2 separate regions of the Callithrix jacchus genome follow, and region 1 is linked to region 2. Evidence: chromatin contacts called from public Hi-C data. All regions are on one chromosome and are shown on one strand. Each heading gives the region's core, a stretch centred on a gene start, on an enhancer-like site or on the middle of the called end of the contact. The rest is flanking DNA. Distances are from core to core; before and after follow the strand shown. Region 1 overlaps NOL4L (nucleolar protein 4 like). Region 2 holds the start of LOC100385207.

Region 1 (2,914 bases), core at 278-2,777, 130 kb before region 2:
AGACGGGTGGAAGGGGAGGATGGAAGGTCGACAGGTGAGAAGTCCTTGGAGCTGCCTGAGGCCGGGGAGGGAAGCCCTGCCCTGCAAGGCTAGACTGTCTGCAAGCCTGGCTTAGAGCTCCCTGGGGAGTCAGTAAAGCGCAGAGTGCAACCCAGCTCTGCACTGCTGTGGGGACCCATCCAGAGGATGACAAACCCTCCCCCTGCAGCCTTCAGCAGGCATCTTCTGATTCATCTTACTGGCTTGCCTGGGACCAGAAATGGGACCTCCATTTCTGATTGAGTGCACTGATGCCCAAGGCCACAGGACCACAGGACGAGTCAAAACCAGGAGGACAGTCCTAGCAGATGCTCTAGTTAATAGGATGGTGGTTTTCAGATGGTTTTAGAGCTGCAGACCCTGTTCTAGAAATAGACGCATATACTGAAGCCCAAAACATGAAACAGATACAGACAGAACTGCTGTGTCTAAGGAGGGGAAGTTCCAAGACCCTTGTCCCTGCCCAGCGGCTCTCCCCGACCCTGGGCTGCCTGCTGCCTTGCTCCTGGGGCCTCCTACCTGGACATTGAGTCCAGTGCGTGAATTTGCCTTTTACATTTTTCCTGGTGGTAAAAAACAGAGACTTCACTGGCGTAGAGAGCAGGAGCTATTTGCAGAGTCGCTGACTTGCAAGGCCCCATTTCACTCTCCAGCTTGGAGGCCAACAAAGACAGATGAGGCCAATTGAGGGGATTTGCACCACTTTACAAGATCCTCCTTCTGCCTTGCGGGTGGATTAGCACGTGGTGGGCCCAGAGCAGCTGCTGACCACATCTGGCTCCAACTCCAAAGTGGCCTGGGCAGCTCCGGACTCTGGAATCCGATCTGACCTACCAGCACCCTGGGAGGGAGAAGGAAGCAAAGAGGCCTGCTCCAACCCAGATGGGTGCAGAAATCAGAAAAGCAGGAAGGCCCCTTGGAAAAAGGACTAGCCCTCTGTGTGAGTTCAGGAACCTGTAGAACCAGCTGGAACCTTCCCCAAACGCTGGTGCTGGTGAGACCTCTGAGATCCTCTGGACCTCAGGTCACCCTGAGAAGCTGAGACAGGGACTTCCTGCTTCAAATGGGAATCCCTGCATTATCCATCTAACTACAGCTCGAATACCTTCAGTTTCAGAAAGCTCATTGCCTGCTCTATCTGAACCACGGCTGGACAGCAGTAGATGCCAAAAAGCTCTTTTCCCCACCAAATAACATGCCTCCTTTAGTGCACTGAACAAGTCTGCCACCTCCCTGCCAGTCCTCTGACTTCTATAGCACCCCAGGACTGGAAAAATCCAGAGGGGCCCTGCACCCTAGAGACTGTCAGGCAGTCCTAGGATTCAGCTTTGGCAAAACGCAGAGATAGATCCAGAGAGACTTCAGCCAGGGGCTTGATGCACAGCCTGGAATACCAGGCGGTGACCCTCTGCAGCCATCAGTGGGGGTTTCCTTGGGGACTGTTTCCACAGGCATGGGTGGGTGGTAGCCTCGTGTCTACAGAGTGAGGCTGAAGAGCGAGGCTTGGGTCAAGGAAAATAGGAGCAGATGAAGAGGGGCACAAAGGCATCCAGGACCACCCCTTGCCCCCAAAAAAGGAAAAGGGTGGCATGAGAAGGGTGACAGATGGGGAGGAGAAGGGGAAAAGGAGAGGAGGCACGTGAGGGAGGAGGGAGGTGCACCAGCCCCCTCGGCCTCACACCCACTGCAGGAGGGCCTTGGCCTGCTCAGCTCAGCCTTGGCCCTGCTGCTGAAATTCCAGCTCTGTGCGCAGCCCAGCTGGCTCAGTGCCAGTCATGTGCCAGCTCCAGGCTGGGCAGCGGGAAGTGGGGCACGCGGCAGGCATATGGACAAGAAGCCAGGAAGTACAGAGCAAAGGGCTGGATGTCCGCTTGGCCCAGGGATGCAAGTGCTGGCAGGACCAGCCCAACCCTGCCCTCCCCACAGCGTGAAGGCCGCAGACCCCTGCCTTCCTCAATGCCCAAAAAGTGCCTGTGGGCAAGGCTTGATGCTGGGCACTGAAGGGGCCAGGGCAATCACATGATCCACCTGGCCTCAGCCCATCCGCCTGAACAACAGCAAGCCATAGGGCTTTCTAGCTGACCACAGGAGGGTTGCAGAAAGGCAGGATGCATGGTGGTCAGAGCACAGGCTCTGGGGTGGGTGGCCTGGCGGTGGATGTCAGCTGATCAACCTCAGGTAGGTTACGTGTCCCTCTGAGACTCAGTTTTCTCATCTTTAAATGGTGGTAGCAACAGCACCTGCTTCATGCATATAACCTTCATACATGTATAGGCTCAGAGAGCTGGAAGTGCTGCTGTAGCGCAATGCTGACTGCTCAGCACAACGGTGAATTTTTTTTTTGAGACAGGGTCTTACTCTGTCACCCAGGATGGAGCGCAGTGGTGCGATTATAGCTCACTGCAGCCTCAAATGTTTGGACTCAAACAATCCTCCTGCCTCAGCCTCCCAAGTAGCTAGGACTACAGGCACACACTACTGGGCCTGGATTTTAAAATTTACTTTTTGATTTTTGGAGATAACAGTCGTTGCCCTGGCTGGAGTGCAGTGGTGTGATCTCAGCTCACTGCAACCTCCACCTCCCAGACTCAAGTGATTCTCGTGCCTCAGCCTCCTGAATAGTTGGGACTACAGGTGTGCACCATCACACCCAGCTAATTTTTGTATTTTTAGTAGAGGTGGGGTTTTGCCATGTTGGCCAGGCTGGTCTCACACTCCTGGCTTCAAGTGATCTGCCTACCTCGGCCTCCCAAAATGTTGGGATTCACAGGTGTGAGCCACCGAGCCCAGGGCCAATTTTTTTTTTTTTTTTTGAGAAGGGGTCTTGCTATGTTGCCCAGGTTGGTCTTGAACTTCTTGAGGCTGCTCAAGCAAT
Region 2 (2,891 bases), core at 260-2,759:
TGGGATCTGCCCACAGTGACCAGTGGCCACCCTGGCCCTGCCCAGAAGGACACAGGGGCTCTGTTCCGAGGGTCCTCAGCCTCACCCTTCTTCAGGGAAACAGAAGGGGGATGGTTCGGCCCCAGACCACGGGCTCCCGCCTGTGCTCCTGATTCCCCAGACCCTGCAGGCACAAAGCAGGTCTGAGACCCCCCCGCCCCACACCCTCCCTTGGCCCACAGCTTAGACTGAGCCTCGAGGATCTGGCTGCTGGGGGCCGGGTGCAGAGGACGGGCCCCTCTCCTGGGGTCTCAGAGGAGCTTTCTGGGATCTGGAACAGGGAGGAAGAGGAAGCTATGGTGTCCCTTTCCGGCTGTGGAGGAGTGACACAGAGAACTGCAGCCTTTTCCCAGCACCCAGGGACCAGGCCAGAGAGATGTCTCAGCGCCTCCCAAGGGAGAAGCCATTCTCCAGCAGCTGGACAGGACCAGAGCCTGCCCTGCACGTCCGGCCGGGCTCTACCCAGAGCCAGCCTGGCGCAGCCTCGGCTCTAATTATGTTTGCTGGATGCCTTGCATAGAAGCACCAGTGCCCAGAATCTCCTTGAGGTTTCAGCCGGGCGTGCCTGGCCCATCCCCCATTCTGGGGAGCAGAGTAAGTATGGGGGGTGGTGACAGGGGACACCGTGAGGTGGTGGCGGCCTTGGTGAGACAGGCAGGCAGAGCTGGGGGTGGGGGGGCGCCCTGGGCTCGGCTAATTAAACAGCGACCGTGGTGATGAATCGGGAGAGGCTGCTGCTTGCTAATTAAAGGTGCAGGCAACTTGCCTGGCAAGGATGGGAGGCAGAAGTCCCGGAACCATGTCGAGGGCCAGGCCAGCAAGGACAGAGCTTGGCCAAAGCCCCCCACCGTGCCCATTCTAGGCATCCCTCCCATTGCCATCCCCCGCCCAGCAGAGCCGCCCCCCAGCCCCCTCCCCACTTCCCTATCTCTCCGGCCCACCTTGCCGAGCCTGGGGCCTCCAACTTCCCCCCACCCCTCCCCACCAACCCAAATCCTTTCCTGATAAGGGCCCGGGCGCTGCGGAGGAGGAGGCGCTGGCGGCTGGGCTGGGGGTGGACCCGCTCACTGAGCCTTTGAGGTCCTCCCTCCCGCCCCACACCAAGGTCCCAGAAGTGGGCAGTGAGTCCAGCCAAGACTGGCGTGGCCTGTTGGGAACATGGCCCCCAAGAATTATAGACTCTTAATACCTGAGACTCACAAGGGGCTTTAGGTCTTCCCTAATTTCTCAGCAGTCCCCAGTGCCATCCCCGGTGTGAGAGAAGACAGAACAGGAACAGCGCGTTTTCCCAGCTCAGCATTCCACTCTTTGTTAAGGGAAAACTGGCCAGGTAAGGTGGCTCATGCCTGTAATCCGGCACCTGTGGAGGCTGAGGCAGGAGAATCACTTGAGCCTGGGAGTTCAGGACAAGCCTAGGAAACATAGAAGACCCTATCTCTACAAAACAAAACAAAAAAACAAATAAACTTAGCCGGGTATGTTGGCTTGTGCCTGTGGTCCCTCCCAGCTACTCAAGGGGTTGAGGTGGGAGGGTCACTTCAGCCCAGAAGGTTGAGGCTGCAGTGAGCCATGACTGCCCCTCTACACTCCCAAGTGAGCAACAGAGGGAAACCCCATTAAAAAAAAAAAAGATCCCGGGCTCGGTGGCTCTCGCCTATAATCCCAGTACTTTGGGGGGCCAAGGTGGGCAGATCACCTGAGGTTCGGAGTTCAAGACCAGCCTGAGCAACATGGAGAAACCCCATCTCTACTAAAAATACGAAATTAGCCGGGCATGATGGCGGGTGCCTGTAATCCCAGCTACTCGGGAGGCTGAGGCAGGAGAATCACTTGAAACCAGGAGGTGGAGGCTGCGGTGAGCCGAGATCATGCCATTGCACTCCAGCCTAGGCAACAAGATCAAAACTCAATCTCAAGAAAAGAAAAGAGAAAATTGGAGCAAATGATCTCTGAGCTTTGAAGATTCTTATAGGGTTGACAGGAAAACTCCGGAAGCTGCTCATCCCTGCCCCGAGTCGGTTCAAAGCAGGGCTGTAGGCTCAGACACCTTTGCCAACCAGCGTGACCTCAGGCAAGGGAGCTCATTGTCACATGCCTGGGTGTCCCCACTGGCAAGGCCAGAGATGGCAATGCCGCCCACCTCAAAGTGTCCCTGAGAAGACTGGGGGAGTTGACAAAGCTGAAGTGTCCAGCACAGCATCTGATGCCAGCCACTGCCATCTGAAAGGTCTGGGGAGCTAGGGGGTGGCCTGGCACCCAGCCTGTCTGAGTCTTACCTCTGCATGTGGCAGCTGCAGTCTGGCACTCTGAGGAGGAGGATTAGAGAGCTTAAGTGACTTCCCCAAAGCCACATCGTGGTGGAAGAAAAGAGGCAGCCCTAGACCCCTTGAGTGAGGAGAAGATGGGATCTGGATTCCTGTGTTGACATTTATTGGGCATCTACTGGATTCAGGGTCCTGAACAAGACCCCTGGAAGGGACCAAGATGAATCTGAGATTCACTCTGCCTTCAAGGAGACCCCAGTCTGGAAGGGGAGAGAAAACACACATACAAATAACTAGAATGCAAAGCAAATGTGGCCGGGCGCGATGGCTCACGCCTGTAATCCCAGCACTTTGGGAGGCCAAGGCGGGCAGATCACGAGGTCAAGAGATTGAGACCATCCTGGTCAACGTGGTAAAACCCCATCTCTAATAAAAATACACAAATGAGCTGGGCATGGTGGCACGTACCTGTAATCCCAGCCACTTGGGAGGCTGAGGTAGGAGAGTTGCTTGAACCCGGGAGGTGGAGGTTGCGGTGAGCAGAACCTGGGAGGTGGAGGTTGCAGTGAGCCGAGATCAAGCCACTGT

The links. A called contact is a pair of places that touch in the nucleus more often than the background predicts.
Region 1: a Hi-C map of skeletal muscle shows a contact between it and region 2, with 16 times the contacts expected there. The contact joins the enhancer-like site here to the promoter of LOC100385207 in region 2. A contact is called at or near these places in 3 of 3 Hi-C or Micro-C datasets (induced pluripotent stem cells and skeletal muscle).

What each region holds. Positions count from the first base shown.
Region 1 is chr5:6,688,789-6,691,702 of calJac240_pri, reverse strand. All of the region lies in intron 2 of NOL4L (nucleolar protein 4 like), which reads right to left. Among named protein-coding and RNA genes, the nearest start is that of NOL4L, 62 kb to the right of the region's middle. Within about 2 kb of position 1,527, at least 5 of the 16 cell types and tissues checked have an H3K27ac peak or open chromatin away from gene starts, as enhancers often do.
Region 2 is chr5:6,562,884-6,565,774 of calJac240_pri, reverse strand. LOC100385207 reads right to left here and starts at 1,509. Exons shown (of 4, transcript XM_054255135.2): 1 at 1,322-1,509; 2 at 1,141-1,186; 3 at 765-1,138; 4 at 601-762. The coding sequence starts at 1,462. The coding sequence ends at 733.